Linked DNA regions of Danio rerio: regions 1 and 3 are each linked to region 2. The links are chromatin contacts, called in public HiChIP or PLAC-seq and Micro-C maps. All regions are on one chromosome and are shown on one strand. The core of a region is the stretch at or near the end of the contact, and the rest is flanking DNA. Distances in the headings are between cores, read along the strand shown. Region 1 holds the start of im:7152348. Region 2 holds the start of sap130a (Sin3A-associated protein a). Region 3 holds the start of smx5.

Region 1 (2,906 bases), core at 405-2,904, 140 kb after region 2:
TGAAAATGTGACGTGGTTTGTAGATCTCAGCAATAGGTCAATTTGTATGGAGTACATTTGATACGCAGCTCCACAAGTCCCCAATAAAAAGATAGATGCATTTGGGAAATCCAAAAAATTTGGCATCGTTCTCTCTGTCATTTTCAGTCTCACACAATTATTTTTTTCACTTTCTCTAAACATCTTGATTACCCCATCTGGAGGTTTTATTTTATTGTTTCAGCATATGGAATTGTAAAAAAAAAAATGTTGTACTCTCCTATTCAATGTACTCTAAATTTACCCAACTATGAAAACTTTCACTACTGAGAAACCCAGAAATATGACACAAATCCATTGTGTGAACAAAATATGTGACTGTTGAGCACAATAAATATTGGGTGAAAAATAATCAAATTGATTTAGATCTGCATTTTTGTGTTATGTTATAAATTAAAAAAATAATATTCATTTTTCATTAATTAGTGATTGTTATTTACTATTAGTGATATTGGTCAATATAAAGGTAGCAAGGCAATAAGACAACAAAAAACCCAATGTTAACCTAACCCACCAGTTGTGTCAAATAAACAACCCAGCATTCTGGGCTAAATGATTAAGCACTTCGGTCAAAACAACCCATACGCGCTTTGTTGCATAGTTAACCAGCAGCTGAATGTTGGGTGATTTTTCAGCCTAGCTTATTTTAGAGTATTCATGAAAATATTAAATTATTATTACATATACTTCTTATTTTATATTCTTAGTATATTCCTCAGTCATAGTTAGAAAGATCATAATTTGATAACACATTTAAAAAAAAATAGGATCACAGAGAAGAATGTAGAGTCTTGTATAAAAATCATTAATTAATTAATTAATTAAATAACTCATTCATTCATTCATTCATTCATTCATTCATTCATTCATTCATTCATTCATTCATTCATTCATTCATTTTCTTTTCAGCTTAGCCCCTTTATAAATCTGGGGTCATCACAGCGAAATAAACCGCCAACTTATTCAGCATATGTTTAATGCAGCTGATACCCTTCCAGCTGCAACCCATCACTGGGACGTGTTAAAATCATATATCATCATAACTCATCATAACTCATCATAAAGTTAGCTGAGTGTGTGGGAATTGATTAAATACAAAATGACTAAAAAGTAAATGTGTTTTCCAGTATTTTAGGCTTATAGCTCATGAGAAAAACGACTGAAAGGCTATAACTTTTAAAGACGTGTACGTGTACATATTGGGCTAATTTGAATCTTCAGAGGATGAAAGGAATGACCCAAGGATGTTATCAACCACTTCCTGCATTCCATTCAGTTGTGTCTAAAAAGCCACTCGATGACCTTCTGAAAGAGAGTTAACAAGAAATGTCAAGTTTACAAAACCTAGTCTTTGTATTTCTAATTTTACAGACTGCTTTTCCAGTGTACCACTGTGAGTTCTCCCCTAGGGGTTTTCTTCTGCGCTGATAGTTTCTTCCACAAGTTCGTCATCTCTGAACAGATTTCCCAGAACTTCCCAGTTGTTATGTAATCCTCTAAAACGCAAATTCTGAATAACTAGGGGTCTTGCTTTGTGTGCCAAAAGGGGAGGAGAAGGGCAGAAATCTCCTCCCCCACAACGCCACAGCCACTTTAAACACAAACTCACACACACGCCGGTTACTCACACTGACAGCAGAGCCGGTTTGCTCTTATTCACACACCCATTAATTCTCACTCAGAGCCGTTAATCTTCTGACAAAGATCTGCAGCAGTCCACACAGAGAACTGGAGCACTGCTATTCAGCCTTCTGTAAGTACATTTCTTGATTTCCTTCCTTTAAAACCTGGACTGAGTTGAAGTTTTGCTACATTGTTTAGTTAAATGAATTTAAATGATAGGATTTTTAGTCATAGGGCAGAGAATCTTAACTTCTCAGTATTTTGTTTCAGTTTTAAAACAGGAAAACATCAATTTAACCCTACAAGAAGATACACTTGTCTTTAGAAACAAAGTTACATAACATTTCAACTTATTTAAAAAAATACATTTCTTACTGCATTACTGAAATGTTTTTCTTGTTTAGTGTTATTCTAACAGTTTTAGAACTTTTAGGGCAAGAGTAATTGATTATTTATTATCTGAATATTCATATGTCATTGCTTCATTATTGTCTTGTTTCAATTGTGATTAAATATAGTCCCTGGAAAATGATTAATCTTGTGCACTGTTGTTTGACATGAAACAGAAAGAACAAACTGTTCAAATGGATGGACAGTCAAGTTATACTTTGACTAGGATGTCCCTCATATAATATTTTACCTGACCATCACCAACAAGACAACTAAACTAAATGCAATATTATGTAAGAGCTCCTGAAAATATAAACAGATGTCCTGAAAGTCTCCTGAAATATAAACAGATTTTTTTGTGAGCTGAAATTGTAGATGTTTTCCCAAGATTGCAGAAACACGAGACCTTGGTGATCTTTTTTGTTCAGTGTTGTTTTTGTCTGCGTTAGTACTCAGAGAGAGGGCAGAGGTCAACACTTAAAGGTCAAATTAAATCATATAATATTCTGGACTAACAGGTGGTCTGCAGCATTAGAGGAGAATACTATGAGGATGAATGGGCTGTGGGGGCCGAGCTAGCGACAGCTTTGCCATCTGCTTGAAGATTCCAACTGTCATTTTGCTAAGCTAATAGGGGTAGTTCACCCAAATATGAATATTCAGTCATCATCTCTTCTTTGCTAATGTGGACCTCAGGAGAAGATTTACAAAACACTGGAGCCTAGTACAATGTACATGTACAATGAGATTTAGCTGTTTGATAAAAATGGGGTAATGCATTTTTGTGACCCCATGATTTTGCAAATTATTAAACATATTTGGGACAAGAAAGCGTACTGTACGTAAACACATTC
Region 2 (2,834 bases), core at 144-2,643:
TTGGCAAGAGACTTAAAAGGTATGCACAACAAGTTTGTAAAAGTAATCAAAAGAAAAAGAACAAAAAAAAAGTTTCTGGACTAGATTGCAGTAAAAAAAAAAAAAAAAAAGGATAACACTTGGCTAAATTTGAGATGAAAATATGTATCCTTTTTTGACATACATTTATGGGAAACTACTTTTGTATGTTGTTGTAATTTTGAGATGACACTTTTCAAACACATGCTGCAGAAACCAAATGTCTATTTTTTTTTTTTTTTGTTAAAAAGCGGCAAAATAGGAACCCTCTAAAATTATGATGAGCATAAATAAATTGTTCCGAATTAACAACTGCGTGTTAAAAAAACTTTGCTTAACCATTATATATATGTGCAACACATTACTTCTAACTTAGTATTAGAACATTATTACTATGAGCAAATAATTGGAGTGGTGTATCACTATCCACCTACCTGAATGTGTTCCTGTACCGCTGCTGTCTGCGGAAGCCTGACCCGGTGCAGCAGCAGCAGCAGAGGGAGGCAGAGCAGCTCGAGGAAACTGCTGAGAACTCATCTTCTGTCTGTCAGCCAAGAAAAAACAACAAGCGCAGTCTTGAAGTCCACTGAATACATCATACTTCAAAAAGAGCTACACTCAGTGTGCTTAAGAACATATACGTGAGCTCACTTCTTGAGGGCCACTGCCCGACAGTTTACTTCCAACCCGCCTGCACTATTCAATCCTAATTATTCCGATTTGATTTTTATTATTGTGTGTCTAACTAGGGCTGGTTGTAAATGAGCGTTTGTGGCCTCGTTCAGGGGCAATGTTTGAGATCCAAACTCAACACAACAACAGAGTAAAGCACATGTATGATCATGTGTCCGCATACAAAAACACGATCGAAATAAACCAACAAAAAACTACAATCGATGCATCACAAACAGATAAAATGCATCTCCATTCGCCTTTATTTCGTAAATAATTAAACATAATCCGACTTTAAACATAATAATTACTAACGTTAAATGCGCGATAAACACTAGCTAATGTCAATAACTGTCACTTTTGGCGTATTATTGCTTTTTTCATCAGACCGAACGGGATGCAGTAGAAAATCATACAAACAGCTATAATAAAAGAAGAAATGTTACAGATCAAAACAAAAGCCTTATTTTTTTCACTGTTCCACTGCTGGTTTACAAAAGCTAATGTGAATTTGTTTACAAAGTGCAAGTTTCATGCACAAAACACCAATGTTGTTGCATTATAACAATATGTAAACGTGCTACAAATACAAACAGAACTTATTAAAGCAAAAGACAAGAAACATTGTAAATACTACTACCGTATATCTGAAGCTATTCCCACAACATAGTGTGAATACTGCATCAACTAAAAAGTACAAAATGGCGGACCGGCGCAACCCATTTCAAAATAAAATCCTCACTAGAGCGTCCACGTTTTTTTTTTATCTATGTTTTTCTATTTGTAAACAAATTATTTTAATCATCATTAACAACTAATAATGATGATTCCAGTTACAGTGAGGAAAATATGCAGCAAAAATGTATACAAATAAAAAATAAATAGCCTATGTAAATAACATATTTTTTGGGAAATTTTATTTAGTGTTTTCCAGACCATGTAGCCTACCTACATTTGAAAAAGCTAAATTCATCAACTAAACAAATAAATAAGAAATATTATGAGTATGCTTTCACATGATAATTGAAAATAAGCCATTACAAAATAAATATTAATAATTTAGTAGTTGATTGTTATTTTATTTATTTATTTATTTATTTATTTATTTATTTATTTATTTATTTATTTATTTATTTATTTGTTATTTTTTGTCCAAAGCTCTAGGGAGTTCAGTCAACTTCCTTAATTATAACGGGACTCTGTAAGCGAAGAGCTCAAGTTATTGTAATGCTTCGTGTTTGTAAAACATTGTGGGTTGTTTTTTCATGCGGCTAAGAGCACAATATTGTTCACAGGAGACTATTTCAGCATGGAATTAGATTTGTTTCTTTATTATCCAATCAAAATCTAGATGTTGCAAGTTGTTTTGCTTGCGCATTGAAAATTTTTGAACGAATGTCGGGATTTTGTGTCTATTCAAACAAACGTGTAAAGGTTTTGACCAAAATTAGGTACATTATTGTAATAAAAAATAAAATAAAATAAAATAAAAACATTTAATTAAAAAAAAATTTCATAGTGCAAAACATTTGCTCTACAAAAGTAATCTACTGACATTTTATGCAGTTACCACCAAGTGTTTCATTGTCTAATTCATTTTGCTTTCTGTTATATCTTTTTTTTTTTTTTTTTTTTTTTTCGCGGATCTAAAATCGTTGCTTACGAGTTGAACGGTTTTGAGCTCTGTAGCTCAGCAGCATCTTCGCTCTGGGATGAATTCCCAATATTCTATTATTGGTCAATCTTGATTGAGGTCACAGACAGTCTAAAGCCAACATATCAGCAGCGCTGCCTCCTCATTTCAAGAAACCAATGTTTGGAATTAACGCAAACTGATATTTCCTGTCATGCTATAGATAATAACTGACTTGGATAAATTAAGACTTAAAAATCAACTTTGTGAACTATCCCTTTAAATTAAAAAAAATTGTAATCCACATTGAAAATGATTGCTTTTATGCCCACCACCACCAGATGGCACTGCTTAACAGAATCTGGGAGGGGAACTAACTGAATCACCGCTAGATTTACTGTAAACACCAGCAAACATAGGTGTTCCTTACTTATTTATGTATATATTACAGTAAATATTACAGAATGTATATATTACAATAAAAATATCTTGAAAAAATATATTTTTTTAC
Region 3 (2,891 bases), core at 197-2,696, 190 kb before region 2:
TAGTTAGTTTTTTTGACAATAAAACCAAAGCAATGTTATATGAGAATCTGAAAATATTTTATTGCATATTTCAAAAAATAAAGATGACTTAGTATTCAAAAAAAAATTTTATTTTGAATATTCTTTAAAATAAATTGGTCCTACACTTGCTATTTTCAGATTTTTCATAGTATTAATTTCTGTACTTTTACCATAAACCAATATATCAACCATGACATGAACATAACAGGCTTCTGTAGTGCTTATAAAAAATTGTAATATTAAATTAAAAATATATTGAAATGGTTTTAGCCATTTTATTACATTCATTTAATAGCCACTATGAGAACAACAAATGATAATTTACTTAATATAAAAAAAAAATACTTGCGGTTTGCATGGCTGTAAATATCAAATATATTTTAATAAAGAAAAGCTAAAATGTAAAGTAACAAACAAAAAATCCCTGTTATTCCATGAATCTGACAAAAATATATCAACATTTCCTAAATTTCAATGTCTGAAATGAACCTTTTAAAATTCCATGACATTGATAAAGATATTAGACCCAAGATTATGAGTGTAATTTTCATTTCATCCATTTCTCACCATGTGCGGATATTTCTCTGGATCAGTAACACTGATATCTGTCAGTTTGATGTTCAGGTACTGTGAGGGAAGAACAAATGACAAGATTAACTTAATCCTAAATCGCCCAATATTTGTTTATATTAATAAACGTGTGGAGTCAGTTTCCGTACCTGATCAACTGAATGTAATGTTCCACATATGCTGCAAAATAGATGTGTTCATAGTTTTACGAGCTGGCACATACATTATAAAATATGTATATTCAATTTCTAATTATATATATAATATTTGTAAAAGAAAGGTGAGCACTCACCTCAAGTCATTCTTGAGCTCCACCACAACATCTTTGCCAACCAAAGACTTGAAAAACGAGTAGAAGAGCTGAGAATAAACATTTGAAGGAATTACTCTCAAAATATGAGGCGGACAGCAAATAAGACATCGATAAAACGATTGAATCAAGTTTTATCAACAGACCAAATGAGAAATGTCAACAGCAAATAACACTGCTTTCTAAATTACGCAGGCAAATGAAATACCAAGACTTTAATATAATAGGAGTCAGCCAGAGTTGTTTCTGTTGGGCATTTAATTAAGGGGATAATCCTTGCTTGAGAATGTTGTTTTATTTGGCTATGAAGAAAGCTAGCGTTAGCTGTTAGCATGAAGCATTGTTTGTCTTTCTCGCGAACACAGTGGTCAAAAAAACCTAAATATGTTAAACAAATGGTCGTAGCACGTTTATTAATTCCTTAAACGTAAATTACTGTATGATATTGCTAAATAACAACACTTACCATTTTCACGCGGCTTTGTGCTTTAGATCACATACGTCATCAAAAAGCTGCCGGGTCTTTCACTCTGTGCTTCTATTGGCTAGAAGAATGAAGACGTAAAAATCCCATTGGTCGCGAAATTGTTGGCGTTTTGTTCTGTTTTTGCGTCATTTGTACTCATCTCAGTAAATTATTCCGCAATCGTTCATCACACAAAAGAGATTAAAAGGCGCATGTTCAATGGATGTGAAATATTTTCTTAAAACAGTCAACTTTATGCCCGAAGAGGTACATGACATGTCTGACACAGAGCTTGCTGATACACGTACATGGCTCCTCTTTTCTGGCAATTCCCTCTTTCGTCAGCAGATGGAGACAAATAATAATAAAGCACAGTCCAGGGCTCAGGTTAATCCTCTGCGTTATCCCCATTTATAAAACAAAAAAGCAGTCCACTTACAAAACGCTATATTGTAAAACAAAACAAAACCTCCACGACATGCTAATGATTATAATGTTTTTCACGATTATGTATTTATGTGCATCCAAAAAATGTAAATTCAGCCAATTTAATCAATTTACTTGTTTAAAACCATCTTGATCTTTCCATATTTTGAAGAACGTTGGGAACCTGTAACCATTGACTTTAATAGTATGACAAACAAATACTATGAATGTCAGTGCTTACAAGTTTTCAACATTTCTGAAAATAAAAATGGATTTTGGATTCTCTATAATTTAAAGATAAATGTTCCTAAACATATAGAGCCTTCTTATAACATTATGCTTTAATATGCATTCTCCTGTTTTTAAAAGCAAGCATTCTGAAAATTACCTAGAATGAATATAAGCAGGGATGGGCAGTATTTATGATAGGGTTGATGGAAATGGCTTAATGTTTTGTATTAAAAATACATTAATGTCTTTTATTTTTGTAGTTTAAAATATTGTAAAATACTTTGATGCTAAATGTTTGTCACTGAAACAAACAACATAACAATAAGTCCTACAATAAGTCCTACAAAAGGGACTAAGCCGAAAAGACAATGAATGAATAAATGAGTGGCGATTCCGATGCTGTTTCAAATGCCAGTAGTTGATCTGCAGATGCACTGTACTGTTAATGAAAAAGAAAGATGTACTGTATGCCTAAACATGTAAAAGTGACAACATGAGAAACGCACATTTAATAATTAAAAACTTCTGACAGGTTATACAGAAGGAACATGATATAATATATGAAAAGTTTATTTGCAAAAAAAGATAATTTTTTGAAAGTTTCAGAAATCATGTTTTTACACTGAGTATTAAAGAATCAGTTTAATGGTGAAGGGACTGATCAAATGGGCTTATTAATGAAAGGTTTGCCAACAAATATCATGTTCCTATTTAAAAATATTTTGTAGAATTTTTTAAAATACAAAAATACTGTATTTTATTTTGATACATTTTGTGGCTGAGGTATTTTGTAGTTTATTTTGATATACTTAAACTTATGGTTTTTGGTATTTTATTTTAAAATATATTTAAATGTTTTTGCCCAAC

The links. Hi-C and Micro-C count contacts between places; a contact is called where the count stands out from the background. HiChIP or PLAC-seq counts read pairs in DNA pulled down with a chosen protein or histone mark.
Region 1: an H3K4me3 HiChIP or PLAC-seq map of gastrula embryo shows a contact between it and region 2, with 6 times the contacts expected there. The contact joins the promoter of im:7152348 here to the promoter of sap130a in region 2. A contact is called at or near these places in 2 of 18 Hi-C or Micro-C datasets (caudal fin and an unstated tissue) and 1 of 4 datasets of contacts at active chromatin or transcription factors (gastrula embryo).
Region 3: a Micro-C map of caudal fin shows a contact between it and region 2, with 12 times the contacts expected there. The contact joins the promoter of smx5 here to the promoter of sap130a in region 2. A contact is called at or near these places in 2 of 18 Hi-C or Micro-C datasets (caudal fin and hematopoietic stem cells) and 1 of 4 datasets of contacts at active chromatin or transcription factors (embryo).

What each region holds. Positions count from the first base shown.
Region 1 is chr6:30,381,410-30,384,315 of GRCz12tu, reverse strand. im:7152348 reads left to right here and starts at 1,654. Exons shown (of 4, transcript NM_001326424.1): 1 at 1,654-1,792. The region is part of intron 1 of LOC141386287; the gene reads right to left.
Region 2 is chr6:30,516,793-30,519,626 of GRCz12tu, reverse strand. sap130a (Sin3A-associated protein a) reads right to left here and starts at 1,393. Exons shown (of 21, transcript NM_001098777.2): 1 at 1,331-1,393; 2 at 453-562. The coding sequence starts at 1,374. All of the region lies in intron 1 of LOC141386287, which reads right to left. The region is part of intron 1 of LOC141386289 (a long non-coding RNA gene); the gene reads left to right.
Region 3 is chr6:30,702,465-30,705,355 of GRCz12tu, reverse strand. It overlaps smx5, which reads right to left and starts at 1,446. Exons shown (of 5, transcript NM_131496.2): 1 at 1,368-1,446; 2 at 884-951; 3 at 741-771; 4 at 589-648. The coding sequence starts at 1,370. All of the region lies in intron 1 of LOC141386287, which reads right to left. It also overlaps a transcript of lpp not described here.